Linked DNA regions of Mus musculus: region 2 is linked to region 1. The links are chromatin contacts, called in public Hi-C maps. All regions are on one chromosome and are shown on one strand. The core of a region is the stretch at or near the end of the contact, and the rest is flanking DNA. Distances in the headings are between cores, read along the strand shown.

The links. A called contact is a pair of places that touch in the nucleus more often than the background predicts.
Region 2: a contact with region 1 is called in a Hi-C map of cerebellum, with 2.6 times the contacts expected there. The contact joins two enhancer-like sites. A contact is called at or near these places in 4 of 484 Hi-C or Micro-C datasets (cerebellar granule neurons, cerebellum and olfactory sensory neurons).

Annotation. Positions count from the first base shown.
Region 1 is chr5:38,784,436-38,791,528 of GRCm38.p6, reverse strand. It overlaps Clnk (cytokine-dependent hematopoietic cell linker), which reads left to right. Exons shown (of 19, transcript NM_013748.3): 4 at 6,981-7,009. Among named protein-coding and RNA genes, the nearest start is that of Gm22779, 88 kb to the right of the region's middle. Within about 2 kb of position 3,163, at least 27 of the 459 cell types and tissues checked have an H3K27ac peak or open chromatin away from gene starts, as enhancers often do. A contact at or near this core is called in cerebellum, where this site is marked.
Region 2 is chr5:39,454,716-39,461,808 of GRCm38.p6, reverse strand. It overlaps 4930513D17Rik (RIKEN cDNA 4930513D17 gene), which reads left to right. Exons shown (of 6, transcript NR_045416.1): 6 at 1-60. Among named protein-coding and RNA genes, the nearest start is that of Gm25377, 63 kb to the left of the region's middle. Within about 2 kb of position 3,583, at least 3 of the 459 cell types and tissues checked have an H3K27ac peak or open chromatin away from gene starts, as enhancers often do. A contact at or near this core is called in cerebellum, where this site is marked.

The DNA.
Region 1 (7,093 bases), core at 1,914-4,413:
GGTCAACTGAAGGTCTAGCCAAATCCAGACTCCAGTCAGTAGCAGACCCAACACTCTGATCTCTGTCTTTGCTTTCCACAAAGCAATTTCCCTTTCCTGCTCCAAACCTGTTCTCCAGGGAACAAGTGGCAGATGGCTGTGACATCTCAATACCCTGAAAGGGCAGTCCTCAGCCTTAGTAGTCAAGGACACCTACTGCTATGCCCCTGAGACATGTAAGAACGGGAGTTGGCTAGCACTGTTGCCTGGCTGCTCTTCCAGACTCAGGTTTTGCCTTGCCAAACACAGCCGCTCTGGGACTTCACAGCACTGGTGAGGGTCATTTACTGTATCCACTCCATGGTACAGAAAATAGGGTAAGCTTCCAAGTGACCCAACACACTCTCTGAGGATGCAAGCATCCACTGGGTTGTCTGTCACCTTTTGTCTTAGCCACACAACAAGCTCTTAGTAGTAGGTGCCAGGATAAGCATCCGATGAAAGGGACCAAGGAAATGTAAGGTGAAAGTCAAGTCATGACAGCGTTGTAGTGCTGAAAACCCCGGTTATTGGACACATCACTGTGCCCAGAGCCATTTTCAGTGTCAAGTGTATACTGGATACATTTGAGTGGATGGCAGAGAGAACTCTAACCTGGGTACAAGGAAAGAGGGGATTGGGAATGCGAGGCAGAGACCAAGCAGAGAAGATCAAAAAGAGGTGAAGAGGATTTCCAATTCTTCAGACAACTGAGGCAGTGTCCCAGCTAAAATGGGTGTGACAAGCCATCCTGCTGTCTGACTTGCCTGCGGTAGCACCCATCCAGGTGACCAGCTCCATCGTCAGTTTTGAGTCTTTGTCAGAAGCATTCTCTGCTAATGTGAAGAGGACCGTAGCACTCAAGAACATGCTGTCTGTCCTCAGAAGTTCATCAATATAAGTAGCATGTAAATAATCGCATGTAGCTTTCTAACTTTGCGGAGATATATCACTAGAGCAAGAAGTTGCACACGAGCTGGAAGACAGGTGATCCAGATGGTTACTGGGGTAAGGGAAAGCTCAGGGAGATATGGGTGGTACCATATGTGAGGACTTCTCAAGCCATTTTCCCCAAACAGTGTTCACAGGAATTAATCAAATAAAAGCATTCTGGACTTCAATAGTGTAGAGTATATGTGTATCAGAATAGCCACAGATGTGTATAGTTGGTATGTCCAAAAGAGGAAGATTCTAGAAACTCACCATGGAAGTTTGAAAAAACAGCAGGGCCATTTGTTCACTTATCAAATAGAAAGCTGATACGATTTCACCTTGACTAAATTTCACTAGTTTCCAAGGACCATGGGACCCTCCCCAGTCTCCACTATTGTGAAAATGTAGACCTTCCCCACTCCGAGGGAATTGGTGTAGAAGACTACTACTATGTTTGGATAGTCTATTAGCCTCGTTGTGATAGGACGTGGCTGCAAAGCATTTCCAAGCCTACATCTTCATGGGATGCCTCGTACCCATGAGCATGTGAGCATGGCTTGCATCCTCTCACCCATTTACTCAGTCCTGCTCATTCACCAATATGCCTGTACTTACAGACCAAGCTCTAGGCCCCAGACGAGGTGCCCATCTCCTCTTAGGGACCACTATAGTTAGTCTGAGAATTCAAGATGGGCTCTGTTCCAGTTGTATGGTTGAATTCAGTCAAACAAGGGTGGTGTGTACATCCAGGAAATACAGGAGATTTTTGTGGTCCCTTGAGAAATAAGAAAGGCACTTGCACCCACCGTTATGCTCTTCCCCCATCCCCCAAGACCATTGGACATCCCAGCTGGCCCATTTCCAACCACTCTGTGTGTTCCTAGATTACCTTACTGAGACACAGTTTTGCACATCTTTGCCACGCCAAACTTTCCACTGTACACCTCCAGTCACACCAGCCCGCTGAGTCCTCCAGGTTCTCCACCCTCTGACTATTCCGTGTGTATCCAAACCTTAGGCCCGTAGTTCTCCAGTGAGAACTTCCTCCTCTAAACAGGGTTCACCAGTCTGGGTGTGGAGCACCTTTGGCTCCAGAGGGAATCAATCGTCTCGTCACCCACCTGCAAATTGAAGGAGTTGCTAACATCTCTAATTCACCATCTGGCACAAGTGTTCTATGAGAGTCCGAGGGTGGAGACAAAGACACTGTTCCTCAGGACAGTCTGTGTGCGTCCCAATGCAGACATTCAAATTAAGGGGAGGGGGGGAGGACTGAACTCAGAAATTGTGTTCTCTTTCACTTCTCTTTATATTTAAAATGAGTTTAGTACTTTCTAACCACATCAGCTGTCTTTCAAAAGCTACAGAATCTTATTCCAGAGTAACCTTCCAATTTTGCGAAGAGAGGTTAAATAAGATGTAGACTTAGAACCAGTAGCGCTTGGAAGCTTGGGTGATGAAAAAAGGCTGGTGATGTAAGATCACATGAATCACTTCCCTCAGGGTTTGCTACCAAATTCCAGGGAGCAATGAGTTATTAGTCTCTACTCCAGGAGTTCAACCCTGGAGACATGGCTCAGCCCCATCTCTACGGGACCCAGAGAGCACACCCGTGTTCCCATGGATAGGAGTACACTGTATCCTCACATCCAGTGCGCCAGGCTGCAGGAGAAGTGGGGGAGGGGAGTGTTTGTTTTAGTATTCTTTAAAAATTAAAGCTCATTAAATGCATTCAATTATTTAAAAGAATTAAAAATTAAAAATAATTCCAGATTTAAAATTGATTTGTAATAAGCTTTCATATCAGAAAACCACAGACGTGTGAGGATCAAATCTTGATCATCCTATAGTTTTCAAAGTTGCCTGCCACCGTGATGACACCTGCCACACACGCAGGAAGTGCAGAGGAAGGAAAAACCTGCTTCCTTCAGGCCCAGATGTGAAGGGGAGTCTATAGCTGGAGAATGAGGGCAGAGGATGCTGCCAGTCTTGTGCTCTTTCCAGCTGTGGTCCATTTGCACATGGTTATGTTGTTGATGCTGTTGACAAAAGGAAGCCAGAATACATCTTGTGATTCCCTGGCAAGGGGCAGCTTGCTAACATGCTGCCCTCGCTGGAGCCCAGGCAGAGCATATCAAATCCCCACAAAGTCAGCTAGCAGCGTCTTTCATTCGTCACCGTCGGCTGTCAGGCTGCAAAGAGCATTAACACGGGAGCCTTTCCAGAGAGCTCGGCAGCTGCTAGTGTCAGGATGATGTCCACACTCCATCCAGACAGACCCACAATGCCCAGCCTCCTTCTTCTTCTATCTCCGGCAACAGTGCCAGCCTCCCCACCCCCAACCCATTTTTCCAGCTCTCTGGATCATAGCATCAGGCTCAGCTGGAATAACGGCCCCCTTCCCTGTTTTGCTGAGACTTCCTCTGCTAATTCACATGCTTGCATTGACGCACAGAGAGCCACTAGGGTGCAGAATCCCCCGAGGACATGACATATGAATACCCGACTATCTTGTGGAGCCCCACCCAGAGTGAAGCAGATCAGCCACTTTCAGACAGCCTTGGCAATGGGGAGGATGCTTCCAGATGCACAGCCCTTCTGCAAGCTGTGTCGCTGCTCTAGGCTTGGGAATAACATGAAACTCGGGGTGGAAACCTGACTCTGGCAGTAGTTTGTTGTGCCACTCTAGGCGGGTTAAGTTTTAGTTACATCTGCTGAGTGGAAGAGATCTCATTGGCTTAAAACCTATGGCAGAAACCGGTATCTACTGCCTCCAAACATGTTCTCCCATCTCTGTGTGTAACTATTACTTGGTATGACATAAAAACCCATAACATGAGATCAGCTCTCAAACATTCGAGCTGTGCACACAGCTCTGTTAATTATGCACATGCTGCAGCTACTAAACCTTACCCCTAAGACCTATTTTCTTGTAAAAACCAAAACACTGTACCCTTAAATGCTCCACCCTCCTCCTGCCCCCGGGCAGCCACCCTTCCTTTCTCTGTCATCAGAACAGCAGTGCTGGATAGCACTAGGCTCTTCACAGCACCTGCGTAGTAACACCTATGGCTTTCTGGAAGTCAAAAGGAAAAGTGGGGACTGGGCTGTTACCTATCTGTAGTCCCAGCACTTGGGGGGCTGAAACAGGAGATGGGGAGTTCAAAGCAAGGCCAACTGGACCATAGAGAGAACTTGTCTCAAAAAAAATCTATTAAATGATCAATCCATAAATCTAAACTTAAAAAAAATGCATTCGAGGGAAAAGAGAAATTGAGAAGATAAGTGTAAGTGTGCTAACCTGTGCTGAAAAGATTGCTCAGTGCCCAGGCAGACAGGCAGACAGGTAGACAGATGAGCAATGTTTTTTTGTCATCTTTTGTTCACTTGTGTACCAAAAGGCCTCATCCCAGAGTCCAGGGAGAGAAAGAACACTACCGTGGCTCAGGTCTCAACTCTCCTGCCTAGCATTCCATTCTAAGATCCTGGGGAGGCCAAAGGCAGAAGGCAGTGGGTGTTGAGAGTCCTCCCTGGTTCCTGCAGAAGACTTTGCCTTTGGCACAGAAGTTCTTACCTACATCTGGCCCACTTTAGAATCCCAGCCTGGAGTCAGTCCCTTGGATATTTGCTCCATTCCTAATGAACTCACTGGCCACGGTCGTAGAAACTCCTTCTATATTGCACATGTCATAAGTTACATATCTGGACGCCATGATCTCCGGTGGGGGTGCGGGGAGAGGTCATGTATCTAGGGTGGACAGGAGTGTGTTAGCAGGCTCCACATACAGAGTTTTCGTCCCACTAGGTAATTTACTGTTCGTTTCTGCTGAAGCTCAGCGTACTTGAAAGGGCACCAACTGCTAACCACAGGGCTCTGGGCTGCAGATGCATCGTGGCTCCCCCGTGAGACTCAGCACATCCCACAGGCTTGGGTAGGGAGACAGCCAGGCTGGAGTAGCAGCAGAGCTTAAAGCAATTTCCTTGCCTCTCGGCGACTGCCTGGATTGGGCTATTTGTGCATCCCTGTGCCCTGTTGCTTGTTTGGGAGGGCATCGGCTCCCCAAGGTCATTTGGAAGATGAAGTTAGGAAAGGGGCAGTATCCGAACAGGCAGCATCTGGACTCCTAAGCTCCCGTTTCCTGGTTACTAATGCTTCATTGCTTAACTATTGTGTGCCCAACATCCCAGCCACAGATAGGCCTCATAAATATTTACACGCAATGTGTGTTGCGATGCTCAATTAATTGCAGCTGTGACGCACTTAGAGCGCCTCGGAGGAAAGGTGTGCAGAGAGGGCCAGCGGTTATTAAAGGCGCAAACAAGTCAGCTCACGGAAGCAGCAGTCCTTGGAGCTTTCCATTGCCCTGGGGTTTTTCCCGGCCAGAAGCCAAATCTAGGGAAAAGTTACACCCAAGGGAACGCTGTCCAAGGGTGACGTTTGTGGCTACGCCAAGAACTTAGCATCAGAAAATGAACAAAGATGTGCCCAAGTGACTTACCAAAGAGGAGAGGCGTGTAATTATTCAAACGTGGTAGCCATCTCAGAAACAAAATTGGAGCAATGAGGATCAAGTGTCAAATAGGTAAAGTGGGGTTGGAACACGGATCGTGGTGGTGAGACACAGCGGGCAGCCACTTCATGTTCAATGGGTAAAAACATAAGTTAATATGAATCAATACAAAGCCATCCAGAAAGCATCTGAGGAATGTGCAACCAGGGACTGAGAATGCCCCACTCTGGTGTTTTCTTTGGACTGGATAACTGTCTGCCCGCCGAGATGTGCAGAGATGAGACTGCAATGCAAGAAAGGACGGGTTTTGCAATCTTGTTTACAATGCTCAATAATTAGCAAGAGCCTAAATCCTCTCCAAAAGGGCCACAGTGGCCAACAAATGTGTTTTTCAATAACACTGCGTAATGAATAGAGTGTCACACTCACATGAAGACATCTAAACACCTATGTGTCTTAATGTGTGCATAGAGCACTGATGCTATCCTGACCACCTGAGTTCCATGCCCGAAACCCACCCAAAAAGCCTAGTGCTGTGACTGGCATCTGTAATTGCAGCCCTACTAAGGGGAGATGAGAAGTGGAGGCAGGGGCATTGCCTGGCAGCTCTTAGGACAGGTCATCCTAGAGCAGGAAGCAGAGAAATGAGGTACCTTGTCATGGTAGAGTGGAAGTAGATAACCAAGTCCAGAGAGTTGTCCTCTGATCCCTACATATGTGCCGTGGCAACTACACACACACACACACACACACACACACACACACACATTATTCATGCATATACATTAATACATTGTTTTGATTATAAAAGTATGCTTGTATCCTCATTACAGACACATACACATAGGAACACGGTATTGATTTTTTTCTTCTTTTTTTTTTAATGATTTTTTTCTTACATATGTCTTCTATTTTCTATACCATCTCTAATAAAATGTTACCTCAAGCCTACAGTTATATAAACATGAAGAGCTTGCTTCATGCTTGTATTACACAGACCGGGGGCTGGGTGGGTGATTGCTCAGAGGATAAAGTGCTTACCTTGCAGAAACCTGAGTTCTAACCCACATACATACATACATACATACATACATACATACATACATACATAAATAGTTTTTAACAAGCAGGAAGCAGGAGTAGGTGACTAGGTGACTATACTCCAGCACTGGGGAAATAGGAATGAGATGGTCCCTGGGGCTCATTGGCCACAGCCCGGCCTACCTGGTGAGCTCCACCCCAACGACAGATCCTGTCTCCAAATGTCAAAGCCAACCGAGGGACAAGCTGAGGTGTCCTTTGGCCTCCACATACATGCTCACACAAGGGTACACATCCATACACAAGTACAACTGTTTACACATGGACACTCGTGCCTGTGCACCTGCACACATATGAACACACTTGCCCAGGCTGCACAGAATCAACCATGGCATGCATCTTTCGAGTGTTCATTCTTTTGGAGCCCATGATGGATTCGGTAGCCAATGCTCATGTTTGTTCTCTTTCCTACCCTAGGTCATGGCCAAGCCTCAGCAGTGCCAAAGGTGAGTTTTGCGTCCTGTGTTCTCTAAGTGATGCGATGACAGTCTAGCCCATTGGGCTTTCCTATCTATTCTTTTCTGACTTTC
Region 2 (7,093 bases), core at 2,334-4,833, 670 kb before region 1:
TGCCTCCCTCTGGTAGACAATTGCCTATCTTTGTCTTATGTTAATTACACTTTCAAATTTAGTTACAGACTCAACTTTTATTTTCAGAAGAGTCCAAATAATTTGGTAAAAAAAAATAAGTAAATAAATACAACCCCCAGTAAAATTATCTATGCCAATAAATTGAAAAGGAGAAAAGAAAAAAGATTAGGACTGTGAATATACAGAAGCAAGCGTCTGGAAATAAAGTTGTGTATTAGTATGGCAACAGGGATGAGAGGCTGAATCTCAAGGGTCCAATCATTTTTTTAGTTTTCTTTGTTTGTTTGTTTTTTGGTTTTGTTTGTTTGTTTGTTTGTTTGCTTTGATTTGCTATAATTTTACACAGTCTGCTATTCTTGACCATGGGATTACAAAGACGAATAGGAGAAAACCTAGTGGCTCTAGAAATTCAAAGGATAGGAATCAGCCTATAAAGTGAACACAGCTGTTCCGACATCTCATAATAAAGACTTCAAGCCACAATCACTCAGGAAAATTAAAAAGCTCTTTACATCTAGAAGGAACACTTATACATATCATATAACAGCCATATATATACCAAATGCCGGGCTTCCACACTTCATAAAACACTAATGAACATAAAAGATGAGGTGAGCCCTATTGCAATAATAATGGCTGGCACTGACAAACCAATCTCATCACTAGATAGATCATCCAACCAAAATATTAATGGAAAGACCTCAAAGCTAAACTGTCCCGCAGATAAAATGGCATGATGCATATACACAAAGATGCATTCTGTTCCAATCAAAGGAAAAGCAATACAGATTCCTCTCAGCAGTCCAAAGAACCTTCTCTAAAAGAGATTGTAGGCCATAAATCAACTCACTCCTACCAAATACAAGGAATGCAAAGAGTTTACTGTATTTTTATCAGATTATACTTCAATAAGATAAAGTTTATAACATGCAAAACCCACAGAAACTGTCTTAAAAAAACAAAATTGATCAAAAGCATTACTGTAAGATATGAACATTTGAAAACAAAGGAAAACACGTCAAGGTACTGGATGTGTAGTAAAGTGGTATCATGCTTGCCAAGGGTGCACAAAACACAGAAATCAATCTCCAGAACAAACAAGAGCAAAACAAACAACAACAGCAAAAACCTACTGCAAGAATCAACTATAGTCAAGACCTTCAATAACACAGGAAACAAATGAGATTACATAAGACTATGATGCTTCAGAACAGCAAAGGAAACAATCACCAAGAAACAGAAAGCTATATAGAATAAGCAAAAGAGTCTTTGCCCATTCACACATCAGTCAGAGGATTAATATCCAAGATATATGAAGAGCTGCAAAAAGGAAACATCAGCCAAACTCATCTAATCAATAAATGAACTAATGAACTGAGCACACATTTCTGACAAGAAGAAACACTAATGGCCAATAAACATATAAAAGGATTTTCAACTTCTTTAGCCATCAGAGAAATTCAATAAAACTGTTTTGAGATAAAGTATGACACATACTTATGAAATTTTACTCAACTATTAGAAAAAGAACTCATGGCATTAGCAGGAAAATGGATGCAATCAAAAATAATCAGTGATATAAATTTGACTGATAAGGACAACTACACATTTTCTTTCATATGTGGAACAAAAATTTAAAATGAGACATGTCAGGGCTAATGAACTAGCTTAGTGGTCAAAAACACTGACTTGTTCTTCCAGGGACTCAAGTTTGATTCTCAACACCCACATGACACATGGCAATGCCCAACATCTGTAATTTCAGTTTCAGGTTGTCCTCTTTTGACCTCCTCAGGCACTCCTTGCACATGGGAACACACATACAAGCAGACAAAACACCCATACACAAAATTTAATTTTATATATAATATATAAATGTTCAAGAATCAAAAAGCAAAGAGACCCAGCTTTTGTCAGAACTTTTTATCCAAGAATCAGAAATCCTGGACTCAGTCGAAGAATAAACCTGTAAAGGTAAGCAGATGTTACCTCTGGTCTAGTTAACTAATTGTCCATCCAGGAAGAGGGAACCAGGTTAGTCAGGTAAGAATTTCATCAAACAGAGCAAAAGGAAAACTGGGTCCCAGTGCATGGTTGATTCCTCAGAAGAAAGCAGGATTAGGGCGTGCCATCCACAGTTGATTCTTCCATATTAGCTAATGACTGTTTTCATTATCCCCAGGAGAAATGGGGAGGAAAGATCACTCTATTAGCAAAATGCTTATTTAGTGGTAGACCTTTCACAGGGACAGTCTAACATATAGATTCCTACACTACAGCAGTTGTCCATGAATACATTGAGGTGATATTGATTGTGAGTAAGCAAAATGATGGATCTGCTAGATTTACCCATGAAACACTGTATACACATCAAAACAACACATGGCATCCGACAATGAAATACAGTTATATTGATCAACCAAACTAATACTAGTAAAGATCCAAAATTATTATAACTTGTTTGGGGAAATAGTTCAGTGAGTACGAGTAGTTGCTTTGAAAGCATGAGGACCAAAGATTCTTTCTTCTGTATACATGTGAAAGCTGGATACATGTATATGACTGTAACTCTAGTGTTGAGAGGCAGAAATAAAAGAAATTGGGGAAACTCCATCTTCAGTGAGAGACAGCATCTCCAGGAAATGAAGTAGGAAATGAGAAAGTGACAGAGCTGGGCTTGTAGCAGCCTTCTCTGGGTTCTACATAGAGAACACACATATGTGCACACACATGCTTACACATACATATATATATACATGAACAAAGTAACCTATCAGAATGGGCCACATCTTATCATCCCTTTGAAAGCTTTAGGATTAAACCAATAATAATAACTTTTGCTTAAGTCATAGCCTATTTGCTTTCTGCCAGAGGAGACATGTGAGTCTGTCATGAACAATGAAGATGTCACAATTTATGTGCTCTTGAGTCTAGAATCTTACCAAATGGAAATTTCAGTGCTTTCGGCAATGCTTTAGTTAAGGTCAGGTGGGTTATCTGTCCAACACCGAGTTCCTTAAAACTTCACAGATTATACATAAACACTCTGCCATTATAAAACCCAATTCAAGGTAGAAGGATTAATGTACAATGTAAATTTAATTACAGTTTTAGTCATACACACACACACACACACACACACACACACACACACACACACACACACACACACCCCTGCCAATTCCCGGAAAGAATTGAAACACTTCACATTAGGAACAAAACAAACACAGCTTATTCTGATGTTCTTGCTTTAAATCTCTCAACCCTGTATCTCTGCCAGGTGTGACAGCGCCTTTTATTTCAGCAATGAATACACAATGGCACTACTTCTTAGAAATCTTAGACCAAAGAGAAAGTCATCTCCCCAGCTATCCATTTCTGCAAACAACAGCTCCTTCTCAAATTTCCACTCCCTTCCTCTCATCTCAGATATAGCCTGTCCTGTTTTCCCAGGGTCTGAGTTTGGAAAGCAGCCTTCTTTTCACACAGTCTCAGACTCTGTTTTTAGTGACAATTGTTCTGTGTCCTCTGAAGATGGCCATCTGTTCACCTTGGCGGATGTGAGTATCTCATTACCTGTCAGGTTTCTAAGTTGGCTCCTTTATCCATAACAGTTTGATGCTTGTTGGTGCCAGTCTCCTTTTGGGTCAGGGAGGTGATTTCAAAGTCTCTCAGAGCTTCAGGAGATATACAAGCATCATCCTGATTGTGTGGACATCATTCACCTTCTGTGCATGTCAGTGGGCAACCCCTTCCTCACCAGATACATGTTGTGAATGCAAGCTAAACAAAAAAATCTTGACACCATTCCTGTTATTCTCTGGGTCCAAATAATACAGAGGGTAAAATAATTTAATAAACAGGTTGACTAAAATCCTGCTTTAAAAAAACTCATTATTTGCATCTCAAAATAAGTTTTGATAGATCACCAGTGCCAGGCTAGTTAAGCAGCCTAGACCAGTCTTTCTGTATTTGAGACTGCTGCCCTTATTGAAATAAGAGACAGGAGATAATTTCAGATCTCTGTATGACCTTAGAAATCATTCTAAATTCAGTTCTTGCCTTTTCTTTTTCCAAACTGGCAAAACATGTTATGAAGTAATGAAGTCACTTGTAATTCTAGTATAAATTTCAGCCTAAATCCAGTTTGCCAGAGGTTAGAATTAAGTGTGGAAACACTGAGATGAGGGGACTAGCATTTATTGAGAATTGGCTAGATATCAGTAATTCTTATAATAGGAATTCTTTTGATTATTGTGTCTGTTTATATGAGTCTTTATTTACAAGCAGGCAGCGAATCAGTTTTATCCACTTCCATTCAGCATTTAAGTGTATGTGTTTTTAAAACTGTTTTTTATATTTGTTCATCTATTCAATTGTTGTAAGGGGGAAAAAAGAGTGCACATGCCACTGTGCACCCAGGAACGTCAGAGGGCAACTTTTGGGAGTCACTTTGATTTTCTCTTTAAACCATATGTATCCCAGGTAATGTCTTGAAGGCAAGAGCTTTTCTGTGCTGACCCATGTTGCTTGTTCCAAGCTTATGTTTTTTAAAAAAAAAAAACAAAACTTGTGTTGTTTTGAACAGAACAAAAGAATTATTCTCCGGACACATCTTAAAGTGCACAATACTTGCTATCTATAAGCTAACTGTTGTGTGGAGAAACATACCAAACAACAACTCAGCTCCATGATGCCAACCCTGATCCTGCTAACTATCATATTTCTGAATGTGAATACTTTTCATTATACATATGAGAATCTATTATATATACACGTACTATACATACATTCATTCAGCATTTTGCCCCATTTAGTTCATTTTGAAGATCTCGAATGCTTACCCTTCTTACTGTAGAGATCAATGTTTTTATTTTTTAAAAGAGAAGTTGTATTTTATTATACATATATGAATGCATTTTCTTTGTCTCTTCATCTCTTGATGGGCACTCACCTCACATTGATTACCATATATCAGCAGCTGTTAAGGCTGCAATGATTATTGTAATATATAGTTGATATATTATTTTCAATTATTTTTAAAATATAGAGAAGTGCTATTACTTAGTCATAAAATAGTTCTATTTTTTCAAGTTTTGAAAAACCTCCATACTATTTTCCTTTTCTGTATGTCCTACTGATTAATAGTTTGGATACAACATTCTTGAGGAGCTTACCTAATAACTGTTTGTACATGCACAGAGAACTATGTATTTAAATCTTTTGAAATTGTAAAACTGGAAGTAAACATAAGGGAACATGCCATGCCTTAGTTTATGCAGTGTTTTTTGTGATTGCAGCAGCAAAATCTCAACTAATAAAACAAAATGAGAAAGATTGTATTAGACTAACCATGCCCAGGAATTCAAAAGCACTTGGGTAACCTGCATACAATCAGCCTAGATCATATTTCAGCATAGATGAGATAGACAATCTCCAGGTCTCACCCACTTTCATGAACATATATGCCATTAATAGTTGCTGAGAGAGGAAGAACTATTCTTTTTAAGGGTGTGGCCACTGATAGTATTCCCATATTTCGAAGGATGGGCTTATACATACTCATGAATGTATGAGCAGCAGTGATGGAACTTGGCTGAGTTGCAACAATGAGACAAAGATGTGCTTAGAGGGACAAGAGGAAGCTTAAAGGCAAAAGGGGGTGGTTATGATCATGCTTCATGGTACACATGCATGAAAGTATCAAGAATAAAGAAAATATAAACTTTTAGGCATTTCAAAAGAAACAATCAGACTAAAATGACAACCCATGGAATGGAGACCACACCTGTGAATAATGTATATGGCTAGTTTAATCCCCAGAATGCATAAGAACTATTTGTAATTCAGAAGCAAACCAAAAATCAATACTGGTTATCCTCCTGAAGGATAGCTACCTCATGAGGCAAAGACTAGGTGGCTTATATTGATGAGGTAAGGGGAGGTTGCAGAGTTAGGTTACAAATGCAAAATGACTATGCATTGTTGTGCCCATTCCAGTTTTAAAAACCTAATGAAAGATTTCTCGTTACGGGCATGAAACATAAGACTCTCGATTGACAGCACTTCTTCCAAGAAGAAAGCTGAACAAGTAGAACAGTAACTCTTCATGGCCCATGGATGCCTGATATGATATGGGGAACTCAGAATACACGAAGAATCCCAACTTTACAAGGGCTGATTTGACTGCTGATTAAGCTGGGTTGGAATTATGAACAGCTGTTTGCCTGCGACAGGGTAGCCACATAGTCACGAATGCCTTCACGTTTCCATTTTTCCTGCCCTGCTCCCTCAAGTGCTGTGATCATCTCGCCTAGCAAAACCTCAATTATAGTTGGGAAATTTCTAGAGACAACACACACACCATCCCAAGAGAAAAACCATTTGTAGGTGCCTTAAGTTTAGGAGAGTGCTGTGCTTTTCTGAGTCTTATATGGTACGGCCATATCCATATCTTGATGTTAGTGTTCCCGTTAGTGACACATTCTCTTACACTTGAAACAAGGAAAGTGACACCCCCATTTCTAATCTTTTTTTCACTTCTGTCTCTCACCTATATGGGTTTTGCTGATAAATAAGTTTGAAGGTCATAGCCTAGGGGCACGGGCTCACTAAGGCACTGACAGCTAATCTTATGCAGAATACTTCTTTTCCCACACTTTACCATCACACACATATCGGCTTCCTTTAATACTCACAGGTTAGGGCTAAAACATATTTTAACTCAGTTAACCTAAATATTCTAGTTTTCTCTCAGTTGCTGTGTTAAAACAGCCTGATTAAAACAGCCTATAAGAGGAAAGGACTTATTTCCTCTTCCTGGTCACAGGCTTTCATGGAGAGAAGCCAGGCCAGGAACTCATGCAGGAATCTAAAGCAAAGAGCTGTGGAGGAAAGCTGCTTGCTGGATCACTCAGAGGTTAGCGCTTAGCTAGGTTGCTTATACAGCCCAGGACCATCTCTGTAGGGATGGGGTTCCCTTCCATGGACTGAATGCTATTACATCATGCAGTAGGCAAAATCATTGTTCACAGGCATACCAACAGAACAATCTGTTAGACAATTACTCATT